4 separate regions of the Mus musculus genome follow, and all the other regions are linked to region 1. The links are chromatin contacts, called in public HiChIP or PLAC-seq maps. All regions are on one chromosome and are shown on one strand. The core of a region is the stretch at or near the end of the contact, and the rest is flanking DNA. Distances in the headings are between cores, read along the strand shown. Region 1 holds the start of Mesd (mesoderm development LRP chaperone). Region 2 overlaps Gm26708 (predicted gene, 26708). Region 3 overlaps Arnt2 (aryl hydrocarbon receptor nuclear translocator 2). Region 4 overlaps Arnt2 (aryl hydrocarbon receptor nuclear translocator 2).

What was found. HiChIP or PLAC-seq counts read pairs in DNA pulled down with a chosen protein or histone mark.
Region 2: a contact with region 1 is called in an H3K4me3 HiChIP or PLAC-seq map of bone marrow-derived macrophages, with 3 times the contacts expected there. The contact joins the enhancer-like site here to the promoter of Mesd in region 1. A contact is called at or near these places in 1 of 484 Hi-C or Micro-C datasets (embryonic stem cells) and 17 of 115 datasets of contacts at active chromatin or transcription factors (SST interneurons, bone marrow-derived macrophages, embryonic forebrain and 5 more).
Region 3: an H3K4me3 HiChIP or PLAC-seq map of bone marrow-derived macrophages shows a contact between it and region 1, with 4 times the contacts expected there. The contact joins the enhancer-like site here to the promoter of Mesd in region 1. A contact is called at or near these places in 3 of 39 promoter capture datasets (cranial neural crest, maxillary cranial neural crest and second pharyngeal arch cranial neural crest), 2 of 484 Hi-C or Micro-C datasets (embryonic stem cells and uterus), 23 of 115 datasets of contacts at active chromatin or transcription factors (the 230-238 cell line, the NIH/3T3 cell line, bone marrow-derived macrophages and 14 more) and 3 of 9 other capture datasets (adipose tissue, embryonic stem cells and macrophages).
Region 4: an H3K4me3 HiChIP or PLAC-seq map of bone marrow-derived macrophages shows a contact between it and region 1, with 2.9 times the contacts expected there. The contact joins the enhancer-like site here to the promoter of Mesd in region 1. A contact is called at or near these places in 12 of 115 datasets of contacts at active chromatin or transcription factors (the 230-238 cell line, the NIH/3T3 cell line, bone marrow-derived macrophages and 7 more) and 3 of 9 other capture datasets (embryonic stem cells, liver and pancreatic islet).

Annotation. Positions count from the first base shown.
Region 1 is chr7:83,890,848-83,893,627 of GRCm38.p6, forward strand. It overlaps Mesd (mesoderm development LRP chaperone), which reads left to right and starts at 1,419. Exons shown (of 3, transcript NM_023403.4): 1 at 1,419-1,628. The coding sequence starts at 1,443.
Region 2 is chr7:84,240,396-84,243,293 of GRCm38.p6, forward strand. The region is part of intron 2 of Gm26708 (predicted gene, 26708); the gene reads left to right. All of the region lies in intron 2 of LOC117997403 (a long non-coding RNA gene), which reads left to right. Among named protein-coding and RNA genes, the nearest start is that of Gm26708, 8.8 kb to the left of the region's middle. Within about 2 kb of position 1,611, at least 4 of the 459 cell types and tissues checked have an H3K27ac peak or open chromatin away from gene starts, as enhancers often do. A contact at or near this core is called in bone marrow-derived macrophages, where this site is marked.
Region 3 is chr7:84,331,245-84,334,376 of GRCm38.p6, forward strand. All of the region lies in intron 5 of Arnt2 (aryl hydrocarbon receptor nuclear translocator 2), which reads right to left. Among named protein-coding and RNA genes, the nearest start is that of Gm30873, 4.0 kb to the right of the region's middle. Within about 2 kb of position 1,392, at least 50 of the 459 cell types and tissues checked have an H3K27ac peak or open chromatin away from gene starts, as enhancers often do. A contact at or near this core is called in the NIH/3T3 cell line, bone marrow-derived macrophages, embryonic basal ganglia and 2 more, where this site is marked.
Region 4 is chr7:84,385,017-84,388,091 of GRCm38.p6, forward strand. The region is part of intron 1 of Arnt2 (aryl hydrocarbon receptor nuclear translocator 2); the gene reads right to left. Among named protein-coding and RNA genes, the nearest start is that of Arnt2, 23 kb to the right of the region's middle. Within about 2 kb of position 1,640, at least 29 of the 459 cell types and tissues checked have an H3K27ac peak or open chromatin away from gene starts, as enhancers often do. A contact at or near this core is called in bone marrow-derived macrophages, where this site is marked.

The DNA.
Region 1 (2,780 bases), core at 169-2,668:
TTCTGAGTTTGAGGCCAGCCTGGTCTACAAAGTGAGTTCCAGGACAGCCAGGGCTATAAAGAGAAACCCTGTCTCGCAAAAACCAAAAAAAAAAAAAAAAAAAAAAAAAAAAGAACCCAAGTATGCTTAGTAATTAACACAGTATGCTGATATAAACATTGAAAACCCATTCTTGAGATACATTTGTAAATATAGAAATAAATTGTATGCATTATGTGGCACTTTGGGGTCAGTACTTAAGGTATAGTTTTTGAATATTTTCCAACTACACCAAGGTTTCATGTCTTATGATATAATTTGAAATTTTAAAGAAATCAGATCTGCCACTTAAAGCTTAGGAAACTTTAAAGTATCTCTGACCCCAAGTATTTTAATTTTGAAGATCTTAGTGGTCAAAATCTTGTAAAATAGAAAATAAAATTAGGGTGGTTTTGTCCTATAGGTTAAAGCCACAGTGGTAGATGAAAATCAGAAGAGACAGGAACTATTTTAAACAATAAAAATGGTTATCAATTAAATGGGTTTTTTTTTCCAGTTTAATTGACAGTGATATTGAAAGAATGGTGGGTCGAAAATCATCCGTGGAGCAGAATAACAATAGACCCTATAATTACAGTCTTCGAGAAAAGTTGCCCTAGCTGTCCTTAGCTTTTCAGCAGGCGGTTTGTTCTTGCTAGAAATTACTAGGGAGCGTAGTTGAATGTCAACACCCTGAAAAGGGCCTCAGGGTCAAGGTAGTTTGCATATCTTCCAACTCATTCATTTCATAGGCTTCGAGGACTCTGTCACTGAAACCCTGAGGGAACTTTCAGACCCTGGCTAGAGAATGAGAGACAAAAGGGCTGACTTCTAACAAAACCCCCAAATAGTGGAGAAAGCACAGTTGGGCAGGACCCAGCTAGAGTAGATTGTTTGGCCAGGCCAAGGGGCGGAGCTCGCGGGGCGGAGCCTGGCAAGGGGAGGAACCAGGAGGAAGAACCCTTGGTCCCCAGCCAGGTGAGCTCCCAGAGCTATGGGGCGGAGTCTGGTGAGGAGGCGGTACCCTAGGGGCGGAGTCAGGAGACCGTGGCTGAGGGGTGGAGTCAAGTGGTGAAAGGCTCGATGACGGGGAGGAGCCTGAGGTTGGGAGCCCCAAGGGAATGCAGTTGTGGGCGGAGCCAAGGGGGTCGGAGCTACCGGATGAGGTCCGGACAGGAGGAACCAGAACGAGGCGGGGTGCGGTAGGCTACGGACTCCTCGGAGGCGGAGCCATTGGGACTTGAGTCCGCGAGGGTGGGACGGGGTCAAGTACTGGGTTTAGTTCTGCGCAGAACACGCTTAGGGACTGGATTGGAAGGCCGGGGGCGGGGTGGGGGCGAGGCCCCGGCGTCCGGACTCCGCACGCTGTCTGCGCAGGCTCATTGTGCCTTACGCTGGGCAGTCCGTTACGCTAGGCTGCTAACATGGCTGCCTCCAGGTGGCTGCGCGCGGTTCTACTGTTTCTGTGTGCCTCGGACCTTCTGTTGCTCCCTCCTCCTAATGCCTACGCGGCGGACACTCCGGGCGAGGCCACCCCACCTCCACGGAAAAAGAAGGACATCCGCGATTACAACGATGCCGACATGGCGCGACTTCTGGAGCAGTGGGAGGTCTGTGTCGCCTGCACACTTCTGAGCATCTCCCATACAGATCCCTTTTCTCCTAACCCTTACCCTCTCGGACATTTGACCTTCTGACTTTTGTCCCCTGATCCCGCTCGCTGCCCTCTGAGGGTCTTTCTTGAAATGTCTCCCAGTACCCGTTGACTCCCGCGTCTCTCTTCATTCCACCACGGCTCAGGCCTCTCGCCCAGTGTCTTTCGCTATCATGGCTCCTCAGCCACTCCAGTCAGCACTTGGACTCTCACCAGTCAAGCCCTACTTTCCTTGCTATGTCGCAGGGGTCTCTACATTGATCTTGGTGGTTTGTGAGCCGCGAACAGGGAGCGAGCGCTCCTGAAGAGCATTCCCTCCTTCCTCCTCCTGTTCTGGAGTGAATGGGTTCTAAAGGTGGTCTCTCAACTTTTTTTTAGCTTTGATAGAGATCTTTCCAAATATAGAGGGTTTCCGACTTCTTTTGGTGTATATTCCTGCTGGGGCTTTTGTAATTTCTTGGGTGGGTTTATTTTACTGGTAAAGGGAACTAAGGCATATCTCATATGCAACTCAGGTTTTTCATTGATGGGAGTAGTGGACTTGTTTTGTGAGAGGCCGAATTCTGGTCTGTTACTTGATTGCATTTGGGGTATGCAAAAGGTTCTAAGGAGGGATTCCTGATCAAAAGTACACTGCAGCCCTTGATTGTACTGTCGTATTTGATTGGCACAGCTGATGGAAAGGAATCACACACATAGCTATATTCACTGTGTAAGGTTCTCTGCCAGAGAACTTTTCAGAGTTTGTTTCCAATGCTGATTTTTTTTTTAACTTGTGGCTAACTATATTGTTGGAAGGAGGTAAGACTTTTGGGCATACATTTAAAATATCCACCTGTTGGATTTGACTTAAAAAGGGGGGACTCCTGTTGTTGTTCTCTGTACCCAACAGAAGAATTGGAGTAGTGGGGCCATGGTAGTGCAAGGTTGTAATTCCAGCACTTAAGAGACTAGTGGAGGAGGCTAGCCTTAGTTAAACCTGGGCTACATAGTAAATTTCAAACTGGTTTGGGCTCCACTGTGAGATTCTGGAAAGAAAATTTGGAGTAGATTTGAGTGGGTATGACTCCTTTCAATTTCCAACTGTCCTTTTTGGACTCTAGTAAAT
Region 2 (2,898 bases), core at 361-2,860, 350 kb after region 1:
CTGAGATCTTCCTGCATTCATATGGGCTCTGGAGAGCAGATCTCTGGCCTTCACACTTAAGTAACAAGCACTTTACCCATTGAGCAGTCTCCCCAGCCCTCAGCTGTACTCTCTTGCTAAGGCTTTTGGGAAAGAAAAGAAAACCCCCTTGACCTTCTAGGACTCTTTCCTCATCTGGGAACAAGGACTCAGCTGTTGCAGAGATTCATGCCAGCTCCAGCCTTCTGTGGCCTTGCAAAATCCTGTCCACTTCCTCCTCTCCAGGACCCTGCCTTCCTTGCCAACAAATCCTGGGGTCCTGGGCTGGGTGACTACAAGTGCTCGATTCCCAGGACTAAAGGCATTTCCTGGAACGTGGGGCTTCTGCTGCGAACAGTGGAAAGTCCCAGGTAAACAAAGACAGGCTGCTCCTCCCAGCTCTTGGAAAAATAGGTTTCTTTGAGTTCAAAGTCTTGTCTATAACTTCAGTATCAAAATAGTACAGAAACAGTAATTTTTTTTAAAGAAAGGATTGGATTTTGTCTGTAGCATTTGTGAATGTATGAGTGTGTTTGCACGTACCTGCCCATATGCTGTGTATTTGGGTTATGTACTTAAGAACGTGGATGTGTTCATATGCAGATGGAGACCAGAGGTCAATACTGGGTGTCTTTCGAGCTCTCTCCACCTTGAGTCTCTGAGACAAGGTGGCTCTCTGAATCTGAGGTTCATTGACTCTAAGGCTGACTCATCAATGAGCTTCAGGATCTGCCTATCCATTCCCTCTTCCATAGCCCTGGGATTGAAAGCAAGTGTCACCACGCTGTGCATGGACATGGGTGCTACGGTCCATACTCAGGCGTCCACACCTGTGGTACAGCGGTTTACTGACTGCCCCATCTTCCCAGAGAGGCTTGGGCCACACTCATCTCTGCCTCCCCAGTGCTGTGATTACAAGCATGTGTTATTGTGCCGTGGTTTTTTGTTTTGTTTTGTTTTGTTTTTAAATTGGGCTCTGAAATTTCTGCCTTCAAGAAATGTAATTTACTATCCTCTCATCCCAAACTGTGTCCCTTACACTTAAAATATGATAGGATCATTTCCATGCAAGTATTTCCTAGTTCTTCTCTGTGTTGCCAAGGTTTGATCCTTGTTTCAGGGACACTGCCTGAGTTTGGTGTCTTCAGAAATAGAATCTACTCAAAATGTGTGTGAAAGTGGCTTATTAGGGGAGAGTTCACAGAGAAAGTGGAAGGAATATGGAACCTCCATCTGTCAGTACCTCCACCCTGTACTTCCACAGAAGATCAAACCAAACCAAACCAAACCAAACCAAACCAAACCAAACCAAACCAAACCAAACCAAACCAACCAACCAACCAACGGAAGAGGAAGAGATGAAGGGCAGCTGACAGCAACCCCAGGTTTGGGTGTGTGAAGGTAGAGGACATCTCACTTCAGCAAGGGGCTCAAATCTAGAGATACTGAGCAAGGCCATAGCGTCAAGTTCACACAGAGGGAAATGATCTCACCTCCACAGAAAAACTCTGGAGAAAGCATGAGCTATATGTACTGCACCACAGAAGCCAGTGGTAGTGCCTCAGCTCCTCTGAGTCATTGTCAGGAGGCTGACTGACGGGATGTAATGTCATTGGCACACCACTTTGTGCTTTGACAAAGCAGGACCTTACAATGTGAGGATGGTGCTTTGACCTGGCTTAAAAGAAAACACAAAGATGGTAGTCATGGAAGTGTCCCAAGGGGTAGACTTGTTCTTCCTAAGAGGACAACAGTAGATGACAGGGTCTCTAAGAGGACAACAGTAGGTGACAGGGTTTCTACTGACCTCTCTGGTTTGCTTAGCCAGGCTGCATGCTCTCATCCCAATGCTCCTAAGCGCCTCATTTACATCCATCACCACACTGAGGGCAAAGGATCACAGATCCATCTATGAGTGATCCTTGGGCTCACTCATGCAATGAGGACCAACATTTCTATCCTGGCCACAGCCGTATCTTCTGCCTCTTCCATTTCTTCATCTTCAAACCATTTGCCTGGGACATCCCTTCACTCCATGAGCTGGTCAGGAATTACCTCTTTCCCTATGCTTTTCAATTCTTGCCCCCTCTTCACTGAGAATCTCTCTCTCTCTATCTCTATCTCTCTCTCTCTCTCTCTCTCTCTCTCTCTCTCTTTTTCGAGACAGGGTTTCTCTGTGTAGCCCTGGCTGTCCTGGAACTCACTCTGTAGACCAGGCTGGCCTCGAACTCAGAAACTGGCCTGCCTCTGCCTCCCAAGTGCTGGGATTAAAGGCATTCACCACCACGCCCAGCACCGAGAATCTTTATTGACATGGAGGATTCAGCTTAGATGAAATGCCACCCTCTGCCCCTTTGCATGCCCTTACCTCCCATCTGTAATCTAAACACGAAGGAAGAATGCTTATCTGGATGTATCTCCAGTAAAACTAAGGGGCAAAGCTCTGGGACCCCCAGCTGAGATGCTTGTTTCCTGAGTATTTCTAGTCCTAGCCATGTCTTCACTTTGCAGCCTGCTTCTGATTTCAATGTTTCTGGTATAACCAAATGCACTCATGTGTCCACCTCTTCTCTCAGCTTCCATATCACAGCTTGAAACAGCAATAAAAACACAAGATACTGGCTTATAGCCAGCATAGGGCTGGGGCACTGAGACATAACTGGAATCCTTGAGTTTGCCAGCAGTCAATATGGGCTTACTCTAGATAGGGGCCATGAAGGAAGAGTGGGGGACCCAAAGAGCAGTGAGTTCCCTACCACTCAAAGGTCAGGAGTTGGGTACCATGGACTCTGAATTATGATGAACATAAATTCCAAAGTCCAGAGGCAGCTTTCACCAAGAATAATTTCTTCTTATGTCTTCTTCCAGAGGAGTTGGTAG
Region 3 (3,132 bases), core at 142-2,641, 440 kb after region 1:
ACTGCATCTTGCGCTATGAGTAAATCTCAAATGCAAAAATGGCTCTCTAGGGCCATCACTAGCTGGCCTGTCTCATCACACTCACAAAAACTTCCCTTCTGAGACTGGCTAATCCCACAGGCTGACCATGTAAATTATGAATCTCCACTCTCTGAATCATTTCCCTGCTGCACATCCCCCAACATAGGAGTGAGGGTCCCTGTTCTTATCCTAGCATCTTCTTTCCTTTGAGCACACAGAGCCTTTTCATCCTGGGCTTACCATGTGACTGTCTGTGGCCCAGCCTCTCTGGGAGTTCTGCTGTGGATGATGAGCATGTCGAGTTCATTTCCAGCTGTATCTTCCATCTCCATCAGAGATGCATGTCTAATAATTTGTGGAATAAAAGACAGATTGTGGACTGCAAAAAAAGAAGCCCTCCTCACTCATAAAAAGTGGGTACTAAGCCTCAGGGACTAGACTCAGTCATAAACCAAGGCATTGCCAGCTCCAAGGAGAATGGAGACCAGAGAGCCCCATTACCTTGGCTTCAGTCTTAGCATACCTGACACTTGCTTTATCAGATCATCTCGGGCAAACCACGGCAAGCTTAGGTCTCACCAGTTCTGGCGCGGGCCTCTTTTGCTTTGAAGGACTTTTCAGATATTCCACAGAGGTTCCTCTAGGCCTCTTGTTCCAGGAGGACTGGAGTGTCCCTCCCCTCATTTGTTATGGGCTCCCACCTGCATTTTCTTCATGACACCACTTGGCCTGAAGCTTCCCCTTTCAAGCCTGGGGTCGGTGACTGCTTAGGATAGGGTGGCCAAAGAGTTTCTTGTTCCAATTGGGGCAAATTTTGTGCAATTTATACTTCGGATCCCCATTCATACAGGTCATATTTCTCCTGAACCTAGTTTCTTTTCTGACCTCCCCTGACCTTTCCCCATCTCCCTCAACATTTAGTCCCAAGAGTGTTCACATAGCTGTGTGCAACTATGTGTCTAGGGAACTCCACTAAAGATAAAGGTACCAAAGACAGGAAAAAGGAAGCTGAGATATGGCAGGTATGCTCTGAGCACCATCCTCACATCAACACTGAGGAGAAAGTAAAGGCTTAGGGAGAATCCCAACCTTGATCAAGGTCATCCAGCAGAACTGAATCTATCTCTATAGCTCCTACCATCAGCTCACTGATAGTCTGCTAGTGTGAAAGTCTCCTAACCAATGCAACTCAATGCACTGTTTGAGACAGTGGCAGATTCATGGGCTACAATACTTAGTGTGCTGAATACAAACATACTGAAGTGGAAATGGCTCTCTCCCAAGGTGACTGGCTTTATTGCTACCTACATTCAAAACCACGAGGCCATGTCACAAACGAGTCATAGTGGGAAAGCTATAAAGGACAGGCGGGATTGGCCTCCACAACCTCACTATATAGAGCTCTTGTGATTCTCAGTCCTCAAAACATGTGCACTGGGTCAAGGTTAAAGAACGACATTGTAAATAGCTCACTGGGGAGTAATTTATGTCATCACTCGAAGGGGAAAATTGCAAACCATCCATGCATCTTTCCATTGGATCAATGCCTAAGCACGCAACTGGCAGAGAAGGCTTTTCGTCCGGGTGTAAGCAAAGAATTTACAAAAATAAAGGGAAAACTGGATGCAGATGCTTTCTTCAATTAGCATTTACTGAAAAGGCAGTGAAGAGGAAAGGCAGAGCTTATGCATGGATTTCCATTCAACCGTTTGCCTTGGGTCATGCCACTTCAGGGGGAGATGTGTGTCATTCCTTGGTGAAGCTGGAGGAAACTATTTTAATTTTCTCGAGCACACTGGGGTTTTGCAATCAAGCTATTTTTAACTGAAGGCTGCACAAAGTCTGACCATCACGTGAGGTTTTTACCAAGATCTAAATCATAGCACCAGGAAGCAATGATTCAGTGTCTCTCAAAATGTTCCAAACAACTCGAAATAATTACATCTTCCTGAAAACAATACTATTCCCAGGCTATTTTTGTCATTGGGGGGGGGGGTGGTCTGTGGACTCGCTGCTTGGGTATAAAGGTTAAGATGAAAGATACTTGGTGAAGAAGTGGAGACTCTGGCAGTGTTTAAAGGGCAGATGCTGTGGATTTTCCATCATGCTATACATCTTTAACATTCTGTTTCTTGGTGGAGTAAAATCAAAAGTAGTCTTTTCATCTTTTTTAATTCTCTCTCCTAGGTACTGGGCAGATTGGACTGTACTCTGTTTGTGGTCTCTTCCCTTTTATTTTTTGTCGTTCCCAGAGATTGTATCGGGATATTGGAATTCTTAGATTCTGGTTCATGCTGGAACCACAGAGTTGCTTTTAAAAATACAGATGAGGGGACTGAAGAGATGGCTAAGAGGTTGGAAAAACTTGTTGCTCCCGCAGAGGATGAGGACTTGAGCTCAAATCCCAGCTCACATCAGTTAATAACTCCAGTTTCAGGGGATCTAAGGCCCTCTTCTATCCCCAGAGGCACAGGTAGGCATGGGTCTGAATCTGCTTCTGCCAATGCGGCCACTGCAAAGTTGCAGGTCTGATCCAAGGCAGGAGGAAGCTGGCTAGGACTCATGTATCAGATGGTGAGCCGAGTCAGAACAAAGAAGGGCAAATGAAGACAGACAGAAGCCCAGTTTAGAACTCAGGCAGCTGTGAATGCATAAGCAAGAATCCTGAAGAGGTAGGCTGGCTGCTTGGATCTGATGGTCTGGATTCCAACCCCAGCAAACCTGATCAGTGTAGACAAGAACATACTGCTCTTTATGCCAGCCCATGTCAGTTAGGTGGTCGGGCTGGGAAGAAATGAAGAGGGATCAACTAAGGAACAGCAGAGGGATTGGGCAGCATCCTCCATCTATATCCTATTCCCAGCTGAATGGACGTGATGCCAAGATGCTGAGGCAAGCTAAGTCACATGCCATTTCCAGGACTGCACGATTCATTCTTGGGATTTTGATAGTGTTGACTCATAGAGCAGGATGGTTCACAGTTATAACAGTAACAGCCCTGAATATGCTTATCAGCAAGCAGGTCACATTGCAGCTGAGATGCAAAGAAGCTAGGCAAGTTCAGGGGACCCAACACTAACCACAATATAACTGGTGTCCTTATAAGAGGGG
Region 4 (3,075 bases), core at 390-2,889, 490 kb after region 1:
ATCAGAGCAGACATCATGGTAGGGTAGTCTAATACAGAAGCGATGAGTCCTATGACCCAAGAAACGGTTCAAATGTCTTCATCAAAGCAGATGAGAGACACTAAACACAATTGCTTAAGCCTCAGCTGGCTGGCCCGGAGCTACAGAAGAAGCCTAGCTTCTTGGGTTAGCACACCTGCTAACTCCACTGCCTCATCCTGTCTCTCTGAGTTAGTAACCTTACCACCCCAAGTGTGAGTCACATACAAAATAATCTAATCCAATAATTTGTGTTGGTGTTGTGGACTGAATTGCGCCTCACCAAATGCGCATGTTGAAACCTTAACCCCTAAAATTATATACTGGGAGAGGAGACTTTCAGGAGTCACCAGGTCTAGATAATGTCATCAGAGTGGGCTCCCACAATGGGCTTAGTGCCTTATGAGAGGAGACACCATCCCTTTCTCTCTGCCACATGTGGTTAGAAGAGGAAGATGTTTGGCTAAAAACCAGGATGACAGCCATAGCTAGTGACTGAATTGATTGGCACCTTGATCCTAGACTTCCCAGCCTCCAAACCAAGAGAAACTAAATCTCTGTGTTTTTACACACACCATCTATGGCAGTTTGTTATGATAGTCTGAGCTGAGGAGTCCACGGATATGTTTAAGATGTGAAATGTATTCTCTAAATAAAGTAATGTAATGAAACCAGTGACAGAATCATCTTTCTTGTTCACGAACCCCAGTTTAAGAAGAAAGTTCAATGAAAGGTGATAAACTATTTATTCAGCTCCTAGATTCCCGAGGTTCCTCCCTTCTCATGTGGTAGCCTTCACAGAAAGGAGAAATTGAGAAGTTGCATCTTGCTTCACATGCTCATGGTGATCTATAGACCTTGTGACTGCTGTTACATTTATCCTATTAAGAAAATACCTTATTTTTTATAGTTAAGAGAAATGACTGCTCTTCTAGAGAATTTAGGTATGGGTCCCAGCCCATATTGTGGCTCACAACCATCTGTAACTCCAGTATAAGGGGATCCAACATTCTCTTCTGGACTCTGTAGGTACTGTGTGCACATAGTACATAGACATACATGAAGGCAAACCACTTAAACACATAAAATAAAAGTTAAAAAAATTAAAAATATTACATTAGAGCTGGAATTGCAGGTTATGATAGAAAATCTGCCTAGCATGTAAGAGGTCCTAGGTCCAGCCCAAATGTTGTATTCCATATACTATATACTATATAACACACACACACACACACCAATATGCTGAAATCCAATGCTACTCCAGTTGTACTTAAAACAGATTAGTACAGCTAAATCATAACCAGTAATTCACATTTAACAGAAAGCACAGGCTTTGAATGTCTTCTATACTAATTCCAAAAGATGACAGGCAACCAGTCTAGTTCTTTCCTTCCTCTTTATCTACATACTCAATAAATGGTGTTTTAACGAGTACTTAATTCAAGTGAGCACGGTGGACAGACTCAGGGGTTATATAGGGAGTAGATATAAACTTAGCACTCAGAGGTAGCCCTGCCTGTGCTCTTCTGAAGAAGTGGTTCTTGTGGAGGATAGCAGTACTCACACATACCCTCCAGTTTTCAGAAATAGCACAACCACACAGGAAGCTGTACTGGCAGAGTCAGCAAGTTAGCTATGTGTTTCTAAAGTCAAAGACCACACAGCACTTCAGGCTCCAGAGAAGGGCAAACAGTCTTGGTGAGGGGGTTTCCAGAGGTGGTTAACTGAGGATGTAGGTGCCACCCTGCATTTAGCATCATCTCTAGGTGGGAATCCTGAACTGAATGAAAGGAGAAGGAGCTTAGCACCACCATCATCTCCCCTCTACTTCCTCTGTGGACACAGTGTGGCCAGCTGTCTCTCACTCTTAACACCACAGGTAGAGCTGGTCCTGCAACCACACCTTCCCCACAATGAGGGACTATAATACAGTCAGGTTGACAATAAAGATAAGTGTGCTGTCTCCTCAATAAGTAAAACTCTGCAAAAGCAGTATGCAACCCACTAATCAGCCCAAACCTGTGACGCTCAAAAGCACCTTATCCATGCTGTGCTGCCTGTCCTGGGCCCTCCTCCCTTCTAGTAACAACACTGAGATCCTTATTTGATGCATGTCCCTTATTCGTAGTCTGTGTGATTCAGATGAATCTGCCCCCAGGACAGCTCCCTGCCCAAATCAAACCACTCAGAGAATGTGACTTTGACCAAAGACTGATACAAGGATGCCACTTGATCCTCCTATCTGGGACAGCTGCTGGGTTTCCCAATGGTGAGACAATGCTGGGCTTCAATCAGGACAGACCATGGCAGAGAATAAAACTAGAAATGAGGAGGTGGGCCAAGTCAAATGCCCATCTAAGCATCAAGTTTTATGGCAAAAGTATGGATAGAAATTAGTAATCTCACTAATATGTCAGATTTTAACATATCTCCTAGTATATTTTTAGCCATGTAACATTATCATGTTTCTTTTATTCCAGCAATGAACAGCAGTACCACCTGGCCTATAGGGGACCTGTTCCTACACCCCCAGTTCAGGCCAACAGGGGACCTGGACACCTCCAGAAGCATGCAGAGCACTCAACCCCACATGTGCTATTTTTCCTACACACATACCCTATGGTTAGTTCAACCTATAAATCAAGCACAATAAGAGATCAGCAATAACTATTATTAAAAACAGAACAATTATAAGAGCATACTATCATAAAGCTTACTTAAAACATGTAAATTGATGATTTCTGGAAATTTTCATTTACTATTTTCAGACCCTGTAGATCCTTAGTAAATGGAGAAAACAAAGCTGTGGGTGAGTAGACCACTGTTCACACAGCTTAACACTGAGAAAGACATCCATAGCCTAGATAAAAGACAGATGTGTAGTTATCTCAATATCAAAGAAAAGGACATTGGCACAACCGCTCCTGTGACTCAGAATGACATAAGTGTCCTTAGCATGAAGGACGGGTTCTGAGTTGTCCTCAGTATGGCCACGGCTCAGATGATATGAAAATGGGTGTTTAACCACTTGTGAACCAGTTTCAGATCAAGGATGAC